2 separate regions of the Sus scrofa genome follow, and region 2 is linked to region 1. The links are chromatin contacts, called in public Hi-C maps. All regions are on one chromosome and are shown on one strand. Each heading gives the region's core, a stretch centred on a gene start, on an enhancer-like site or on the middle of the called end of the contact. The rest is flanking DNA. Distances are from core to core; before and after follow the strand shown.

Region 1 (4,411 bases), core at 761-3,260:
AAGACATCATCGCGCCGAGGTATTTATTTGACTAGGCAAAGTACACAGGGGCATACACATGAAATCATCATGCACAATGGTCTCTAGGAAATTAGAGTCTGGGATGAAATACTATTATGCTTTAGGAAGTCTGTGTAGCCTAGAGAATTGTTTCTAAAAAAGATGGCGACACTAAAATACAGCTGCCTACGTCACTTTTGGTTGTCCTGTGAGTTGTCATTTTTTAAATGTATTTTTAGTATAGTGATATTGCATGTGCTGGGTTAATTTAGGAAGTGTGCTTTTCCACAAAAGTGAATTTTTCAAATAACTGAGACTTAGCATTGATCCCACTGGAAATGGCTTATTTTAACTATTGCAAAGGGAAACCTTTACGGAAGGTATCACACACTTCTTTGCTTTTTGAAACAGAAAATACAGAAACAAAGTTAACCTTCCCTTAATGTCGCAGGCTACCATTATCAACAGTTGTGTCAGAGAGAAAAAGTACCGTATTTGAAATTATTTGATACCACGTACATGTTTATACTCTGCCACTCCTCACAAAGAATTTGAGGCAGTTTGGAAAATTACATGTGATACAAAAGGAAAAGAGCAAATAATAGAAGGAATCAAGATGAAGGGAAAATACAGAAGCCAGGAAAACACCCCCCAGGCAGAGCCTGTCTTCATGTTCTGGTTGCAGGTGCCAGAGATCTAGCCTTGAGTTCCTTGGACGAACAGGGAAATAATTGCGGCGTTATAAAATCCTGCAGTAGTGAGGAATGTGGAAGTGGCCTTGAGGCTGGCCAGAATTAGCTCCTGAGCACTGACAGGACCCTCTCTGTAGGTGTTTCATCTCTGTTTTTCTTTTTCTTTTTTTTTTTTTTTTTTTGTCTTTTTGTTGTTGTTGTTGTTGTTGCTATTTCTTGGGCCGCTCCCCCAGCATGTGGAGGTTCCCAGGCTAGGGGTCGAATCGGAGCTGTAGCCACCGGCCTACGCCAGAGCCACAGCAACGCGGGATCCAAGCCGCGTCTGCAACCTACACCACAGCTCACGGCAACGCCGGATTGTCAACCCACTGAGCAAGGGCAGGGACCGAACCCGCAACTTCATGGTTCCTAGTCGGATTCGTTAACCACTGCGCCACCACGGGAACTCCTCATCTCTGTTTTTCTATGCCCTGTGTAACTGGGGTGAAGTAGCTTGGCTTACATGACATACCTGGGCAAAGCTCTCTTGCTAGGGGGATTTTCTCTTTTGTTTCTTTTTTCTTTTTTTTTTTTTTTTTCTTTTTTGATAAAGCATGGAAGTTCCCCAGACAGGGGCTAAATCAGAGATATAGTTGCCAGCCTATGCCACAGCCACAGCAACACCAAATCCTTAGCGCACTGAGTGAGGCCAGGCATGGAACTCTCATCCTCAGATAACATGGGGTCCTTAACCCTCTGAGCAACAAGGGGAACTCTGCTAGGGGGATTTGTATGTTAATCAAACCAGTCTCATTCTGAAGCCTCTATTCTTGGGTGGGTCTGTTTTCGTGTAAGGAAAAGGGATGGTACTCAGACAAAAGCGGCAGTCACTGTATGAGCGTTGCACACTGAACATTGGCCAGATTTTTACTTAAGCTTCGCAGTGGCCAAAACAAAGCAGGAGACCTTGTCGCTTATGTGATTCTCAGTTGCTATAACACAACAGGAAGAGGGGTTGGGGAGACAGTAGAAAAGAAGAAACCATTTTTTGAGGGAAACTCAGTTTTTCCTTGAATTGGTAGCAGAGGTTTCTCCCACCTGGAGGTGTCTGAATTAGGCAGCCGTGGACTACCTGAACCTAAAATGTAGAATTTTAAGGAGCTCTGGTCCCAAGCTCTGAAGTTAGAATCGCATTCCCTGGGCTGAGCACAGACGCACAGTTGTCTGTTTCTCTTTTTCTCTCAGTGCTCAACTCTATCCCCCTGGGGCTCTGGGCAGCCTGCCTTTGCCAAGATTCAGACTATCTTTGTTGCCAACAGCAACAAAAATAAACAAATGGAATGTCCGGATCTCTTACCCATGGCCGGGGACGGAGGCTCACGCCGTCTAAGAGGAGTACTCAGACATACCACAGAGGTTCTAAGAATCCAGAGACCTGAGTAACCAAAAGGAAGCCCTGGTCCCCCGCTCTGACTGCTGTGTGTAGACCTACTATGCAGCTACTGTCATCCAAGTGCAGAGATATCGTTCCAGTTCATGGTCATGGAGATGTGGACTGGCTTGCATCCCTCTGCCGAGAAAACGTTAAATGGCCTTGGGGGAAGCTCCTGTTTGTTGTACGTGGAGGGCAATCTGCCTTTGTCTTCCTTGGTGGCTTGTCTTTCCTGATAATTCCATTCTAGACCACAGCCTCGCAGGAAATGGATCTCACTTTCTGAGTCAGAGCTGCTGTTCCAGGACCTGTGGGATGCAGCCAGGATGGCATCTACCTCACTCCTTCACCTACTGGTTCTCTCTTCTGCCAGTGTTAACAGAAATTGCAGAGTTTCCCTACTCGAGGCTGTCACTTGCTTCTTTCTTTACTGCTGGTCGCCTGTGGGATTGTTGTGCAGAGCAGGGTTCCTGCTTCTTTGAATATGGATCCTTCTCTGAACCAGCAAGTGATCTACCTCATCACCCTCCCTGGGCCAAGCAGTATATGGCAGCTTGTTTGTTTGTTTGTTTTTAGGGCCGCACTCCTGGCATATGGAGGTTCCCAGGCTAGGGGTCTAATCGGAGCTGTAGCTGCCACAGCACACAGCAATGCCACATCTGAGCCACGTCTGCAACCTACACCACAGCTCATGGTCACACTGGATCCTCAACCCACTGAGGAGGCCAGGGATCAAACCCGCAACCTCATGGTTCCTGGTCAGATTCGTTTCTTCTGTGCCACGACAAAAACTCTGTATGGCATCTTTCTAATTGTCTGTTATAGGCTGGAGCCCATATGAGGGTTTATTAGAAACCTGTAACAAGTTAGAGCCCTTTGAGTGCTAAAATGTATGTGAGTGTGGGGGAGCTTTTTGAAAGCCATTCCTACCTAAATCAAGCCCTTCTCATTTGTATCTAATTTCAGGACTGAATGTTGGTTAAGTTACTAGAAGTCTGGCATCTGAGTTAGTGGGTATTGCTATGCTTAAAGAGCTCTCAAATATCCCAGGCATCACACACACTGCATCTCTTACAATGACTAGTGGATGGGTTTGGGGAACAGCTCGGGGACCAGGTAAGTTGTTCTTTTGTCCACGTGACGAACATCATCACTTGCCTCACATGATGTATTATTTGCAGGAGAGACACATCTGGAACTTCTCTTTCAGAAGCACGAGCATGTTCTGGATGGTTTTGGAGAGAAGAGCAACCTTCCCTACACATGATTGCTTAGATGAGCCTCCAAACGCTGGCATGTTCTGAAGAAGGAAGCGGAGAGGCGCGGGCGTTGCAGAGGGAGCCTCGAGCTGAGCTGGGCTGGGAGTCATTAAAGGAGGCGGCTGTCCCCGGGGCCCCAGACGGCATCTCATCAAGATGCCCTGGAACTCGCCCAGCTTTGCTTCAGATGTTCCAAGCTCATTTTGGTATGTGCATTTACATCTTCTCTGCCTTCCTCGGGGGGAACGTTCTTTAAAGGAAGGGGATGGTGAATTAGAAGTTTCAGAGCTCAGCTTGCTAACACACCTCTAGAGGAAATCATGGGGCAGAATGACAGGATCCTTCCCTGGGGTTCAAGTGCAAGAGAACAACTTCCTGTCCTCCCCACTCTCCACCCCCAACACCTGGGCGGCATACACATGCACATGGTGGATGTAAGGCAAATTGCCGAAGCATGCCAGACCTGTTTGCTTATCTGTCAAAGGGGAAGAGTGATGTCCACCTGCCAGCCAGCTGGAGGTGGCAGCGGGGGAGGGGGGGAGGGGGGAGGGGAGTGTGAAGAGGAAATGCAAAATACTAAACACAGAGCCTGCCACATAGTGGGCACTCAACCTTTCTTTTTAAAGAAAAAAAAAAAAGAAAGAAATAGAGCAGTATGCCTAGACACTGTAAAAGCAGCCTGTCATGGTCCTATCTCCACAAACCTCTCATAATTTGCCCCACTGTAAGTCTGTCTCCATTCTCCAAGGCCCTTAGTGCTCTGCAGATGCTCGGGTGGGTGAATCACAGCTCTATGATTTACTTTGTGTTTGTATTGTTTGGGGGGTGTGTATGTGGGGTGGTGTGTGTGTGTGTGTGTGTGTGTGTGTGTTCATGAGTATGCATGTCCTGGGGACGGTGTGTGCATCTGTCTATGCATCTGTGCTTCTTCTTGGATTTTTTCAGTCCTTCAGTTCACTTGTCCCAGACAGGAAATGTGGCTTTATCTCTCTCTCCCCATGCTGTGTACACAGGAAGGACTAATAATTTTGTGACAAATTTATTTATTT
Region 2 (4,087 bases), core at 1,588-4,087, 150 kb after region 1:
GATAGATAGATGGGTAGATCAATAGATGACAGAATGCTAGGTAGACGAATAGACAGCTGATAAATGGATGTATGGATAGATAGGTGATAGATGGATGAATGGATGGATTAATCAATAGATGATAGGTGATGGATAGATGGATGGATAGATGATAGAATGATAGATGAATAGAGAGATGATAAATGGATAGATGGATAGGTAATGGATGGATTGACAGATGATAGAAAGATAAGTGATGGGGGGATGGTTAGATAGATGATAGATGGAGGATGGATGGATAGATTGAAAGATGATAGAAAGATAAATAAATAGATAGGTGATAGATGGATAGGATTTACACTAGATAGCCCACTCAGAGTTTCCACTTCACTCTAGGATTTCATCAACCATTCTTTGAAAGCAAGTTCATTTCCTTCTTCACGCACAGAAAGTAGTCAGCTGACTCAAAAGAACACATCAAGTGCCTACTATATGCCTGACACCAGATATATATATATATATTTAATAAATTCTAGATATTTTCTGAAACAGTGTTTTCCACAATCTGTTCCCCAAATCCAGCCTGGGCATCTGTCCCCAGCAGAGTGGCAGCAACTAACACACATCTCACCTTTGTTAAATTCTGAAATGGACCTAAAGGCATCTGAATTCCATATGGACTCGCATTGCTGAGCTTTGATTCATACTTAACTTCCTAAAATGGGAAGCGGGGATTAATTGAATGAAGGGCTTTGGTATAAAGAGCAACACATATGTCTTCTTGGCTAATGTCTGCTCTTCTTTCCAGTTATTAGAGTTAATGCTGGCCCAGGAAGGGAGCAGCGGGGGCCAGAGTTGTTTTTCCCCCTTAGAACAAGGGGAAATGTACTGCAGATAAGAGGCGCCCGGTGTTTGGGCTTTTGGAAACGGAAATAGACTTGCTATATATATGGCAGCTTGATCTGGGAAGCCTGACAATCCTCCCCCTGCCCCCACCTTTTAATTCTGATTACTGCCAGACTGAGATCTGTCAGTTGTGACTGCTCTGTGCAAGAAAGGTTCCATTGTGAGGGAGGGGGGCTAGCCTTATTTTACCGGTAGAAGGCTATTATCTTGCAACAGCTGTTTATAGTTAACTGCAGCCCATACTTAAAGCCTGCATGCTGGAGCCTTATTTAGTGCCTGTGGATTTGCGGTGAACAGAGTTAGGCTTAACTCTTTCTTCCCCTGTAGTTGATGACTTCGGTGGGGACCTGAGATGGAGGCAGTCTAAACAAAGAGGGAGGAGAGAGGCGGAGGGCTACAGCATCCACGGTTCTTAGGGGTGGTACATATTGAGGTTTTATTCTGTGTTAGGGACTTGCGAAGTCCTCTGTATGCATCGTCTCGGTGAATTCTCACCGTTGGTGCTCTGACATTGATATGATTCTCCCATTTCACAGGTGAGGAGACAGAGGCTCAGGCAATGAATGCCAGGATTCAATCCACATGAATCCAGTTACAGAGCCAGAAGGTGTTAACTCCTACAATATGCTGTATTATGCCTCCTGTTCATCCAGAGCATTAACTGAGGATGTTCTGTGGGTCTTGCCCAAAGCAGGGCCATCTGCTCTAGACAGAAAGTCTTCACCCCAGAGGGCTTTCAGGCTGGCCAGAAACGTGGGCAAATACGGGTGATGCACCGAGAATGGAGAAAAGCAGTGAAAACCAGAGAAATTCTTCACTCCATCTGGGATCACGGGAGTAGGTCAGGACCCAGGAATTTGCAGGAGGGCAGAGTTTACCTTTAAAAAAAGCTTATTCCAAGGAAGGAACACAGCTGCAAAAAATAATAAGAGGGTGGGTGGAGAGAGAGAAAGAAAAAGACCGGAAGAGGGATCGAGGAAGAGAAAGCAGGAGGCTGTCTGAATCAGAGAACTGAGGGGCTGATTAGGACCCCAGGACAGCCAGGACCCCAGGAACACCTTGGCTGCCCCGCTAGGAGCTTAGACTTGAAACTCCAGGAAATGGGCAACAAGGCAGTCAGATCTACATTTTAGAAAGATCACTTTGGCTGCAGTAGGAGTAGGTTTTGGAGGGAGCAGAAGAGAGGCGATGAGCAAAGTTAGGACAAAGAATATTAATCTAGGAAGAGGAAAATGGCCAGGGCGATGGAGGTGGGCAGCTGGGACTGAATTCAAGAGATGTGTCACAGTTAAGAACAAATACAGATGGTGTTCAGCTTCCTTGCCTCGCTGAAGACTAAAAAGAGGTTAAATTTTCCAGCAGGAAGTTGGAAAGAACATGGCTGGAACCAAAGACACAACCCCAAATGACATACATTCCTGAGGGTTGCAAATGCTAGTCAGTGGCATGGGGGGGTGGTGAGTGAGTCTACACACACACACACACACACACACACACACACACACACACACACACTTTCATTTTCTCAGCATGTCCGGAATTTTTGTTCTCCCTTTGTTGGACTCCAACATCTTTCCTGATGACAAAGAAAACCAAAGATTGTGAAATCCATTGTTGAGCACAAAGAGAGGCAGAGTCAGGGGGTTGTGGGGGAAAAAGTTGGCCGACTTCGAACTTTCTTCTCCGTCTTGGTACCCAACAATTCACAGTGGGAGAGAGAGTGGCTTGCCAAAGGGCTCCGTGTGACTGGGCTAAACTAGAAGAATATGTCAAGTTCAAGATAAAAAGACAGCCCTCGCAGCTGAAAGCTGAGCTGGGAGCTAATGGAACTAGGGAAAGGGGCCTTTTCAAAGAAAAGTGCTTATTTGCAAACTCGTTTCTCTGCGGTAAAGGCTCCCAGGACCTCTGGCAAAAGGAATTCCTGGACACAGGCCTTCCCATTGAGCTGTTAGCGATCTGTGGTTAATTACCTCGCGCCAGGCTCCCTTCTGTAGCCAATCCGCAGGGCGGCTGCAGAGGTCTGGGGTGGAGGTTTTGCCCTTTTAATTCCAATGTTCAACAAAGTTAAAGTTTTACCACTGCAGAGCTGGAAGAGACCTTACTTTTCCTTCTTCTCTAAATTCCTAATTTTTGTAGGGGCAGGAGTAGGGGTTCAGACAAAGCAGGGGAGACATGGGGTCTGCGGTGAGCCCCTCAAACTGTAAGGAAAGCCTAGGAAGATCCTGACTGTCACTCAGCAAGACGTGCCCTGGTGACAGGAGGCGGAGTGTCACTGTATCACTGCAGTTCACACAGATTTGCTTCCACTGGCCAAATGGGCTAAGGCCACTTCCAGCTCTGCCATCTGAGATTCTCATGATCTCACACAAAAGCAAAGCACAACAAACCTTTCCTGAAAAGGCAGTGCTTTAGTCGGATTAACCAGCGCTCTCCAAGATATATACGTGGATATCTTCGAAGGAATTGGCTCTTGTGATGTGGTGGCTGGCAAGTCTGAAATGTACAGGGCCGGCTGGAGATTCAGGTCAGAGCTGATGTTGCAGGCTTGCGTTCAGATTCCAAAAGGCAGCAGGCTTTCAAGCAGGGTTTCTCATTTGCATTCTTGGGAAGTCCTTCTTCGCTGGGAAACATCTGTCTTTGCTTTTAAGGCCTTCAACTTCCTGGATGAGGCCCCCTTGCTTTATGGAGGGTAATCTGCTTTGCTTAAAGTCTACTGATAAAAATGTTAATAACATCTAAAGCAGTACCTTCACAGCAACATATGAACTGGTGTCTAACCAAACAACTGGGCACCATAGCCCAGCCAAGCCGGCGCATAATATTAGCCATCACAGAAGGTATTCCAACAGAGTCCAAAATGCGCCAACAGTCTGTGCTGTGAGGTGACATCCCTGTCAGAGGGTGTTTATCCTTCCTTCACCGATTCGAGTTGAACTCACACCATTTTAGACTTCCTGCATGCCCATCCATCTCTTGCTCTCTAATCTTGGCATTCTAGAGCATTAACATCGGTGCCCAATCTAGACTTTTTACCCCATTCCAGGATTCAGATTAAAAGTAAATCAGTAAATTATGGGAAGACAGGCAGAAGCCAGGCCTCTGCTGCTCCCCCATGGACCTAGTAACTGGCATGAGCCCTTAGCTGGGGGTTGTTGAGGAGTCTAGAAACTCTTTATTTTGTTGTTGTTGTTGCTTTTCACGT

The links. Hi-C and Micro-C count contacts between places; a contact is called where the count stands out from the background.
Region 2: a contact with region 1 is called in a Hi-C map of embryonic fibroblasts, with 1.9 times the contacts expected there. The contact joins two enhancer-like sites. A contact is called at or near these places in 2 of 47 Hi-C or Micro-C datasets (embryonic fibroblasts and fibroblasts).

Annotation. Positions count from the first base shown.
Region 1 is chr6:26,173,636-26,178,046 of Sscrofa11.1, forward strand. It overlaps LOC106507571, which reads left to right. Exons shown (of 8, transcript XM_021097535.1): 7 at 3,314-3,568. The coding sequence ends at 3,407. Among named protein-coding and RNA genes, the nearest start is that of CDH11, 300 kb to the left of the region's middle. Within about 2 kb of position 2,011, at least 13 of the 83 cell types and tissues checked have an H3K27ac peak or open chromatin away from gene starts, as enhancers often do. A contact at or near this core is called in embryonic fibroblasts, where this site is marked.
Region 2 is chr6:26,326,779-26,330,865 of Sscrofa11.1, forward strand. All of the region lies in intron 5 of LOC110261271 (a long non-coding RNA gene), which reads left to right. Among named protein-coding and RNA genes, the nearest start is that of CDH11, 460 kb to the left of the region's middle. Within about 2 kb of position 2,838, at least 18 of the 83 cell types and tissues checked have an H3K27ac peak or open chromatin away from gene starts, as enhancers often do. A contact at or near this core is called in embryonic fibroblasts, where this site is marked.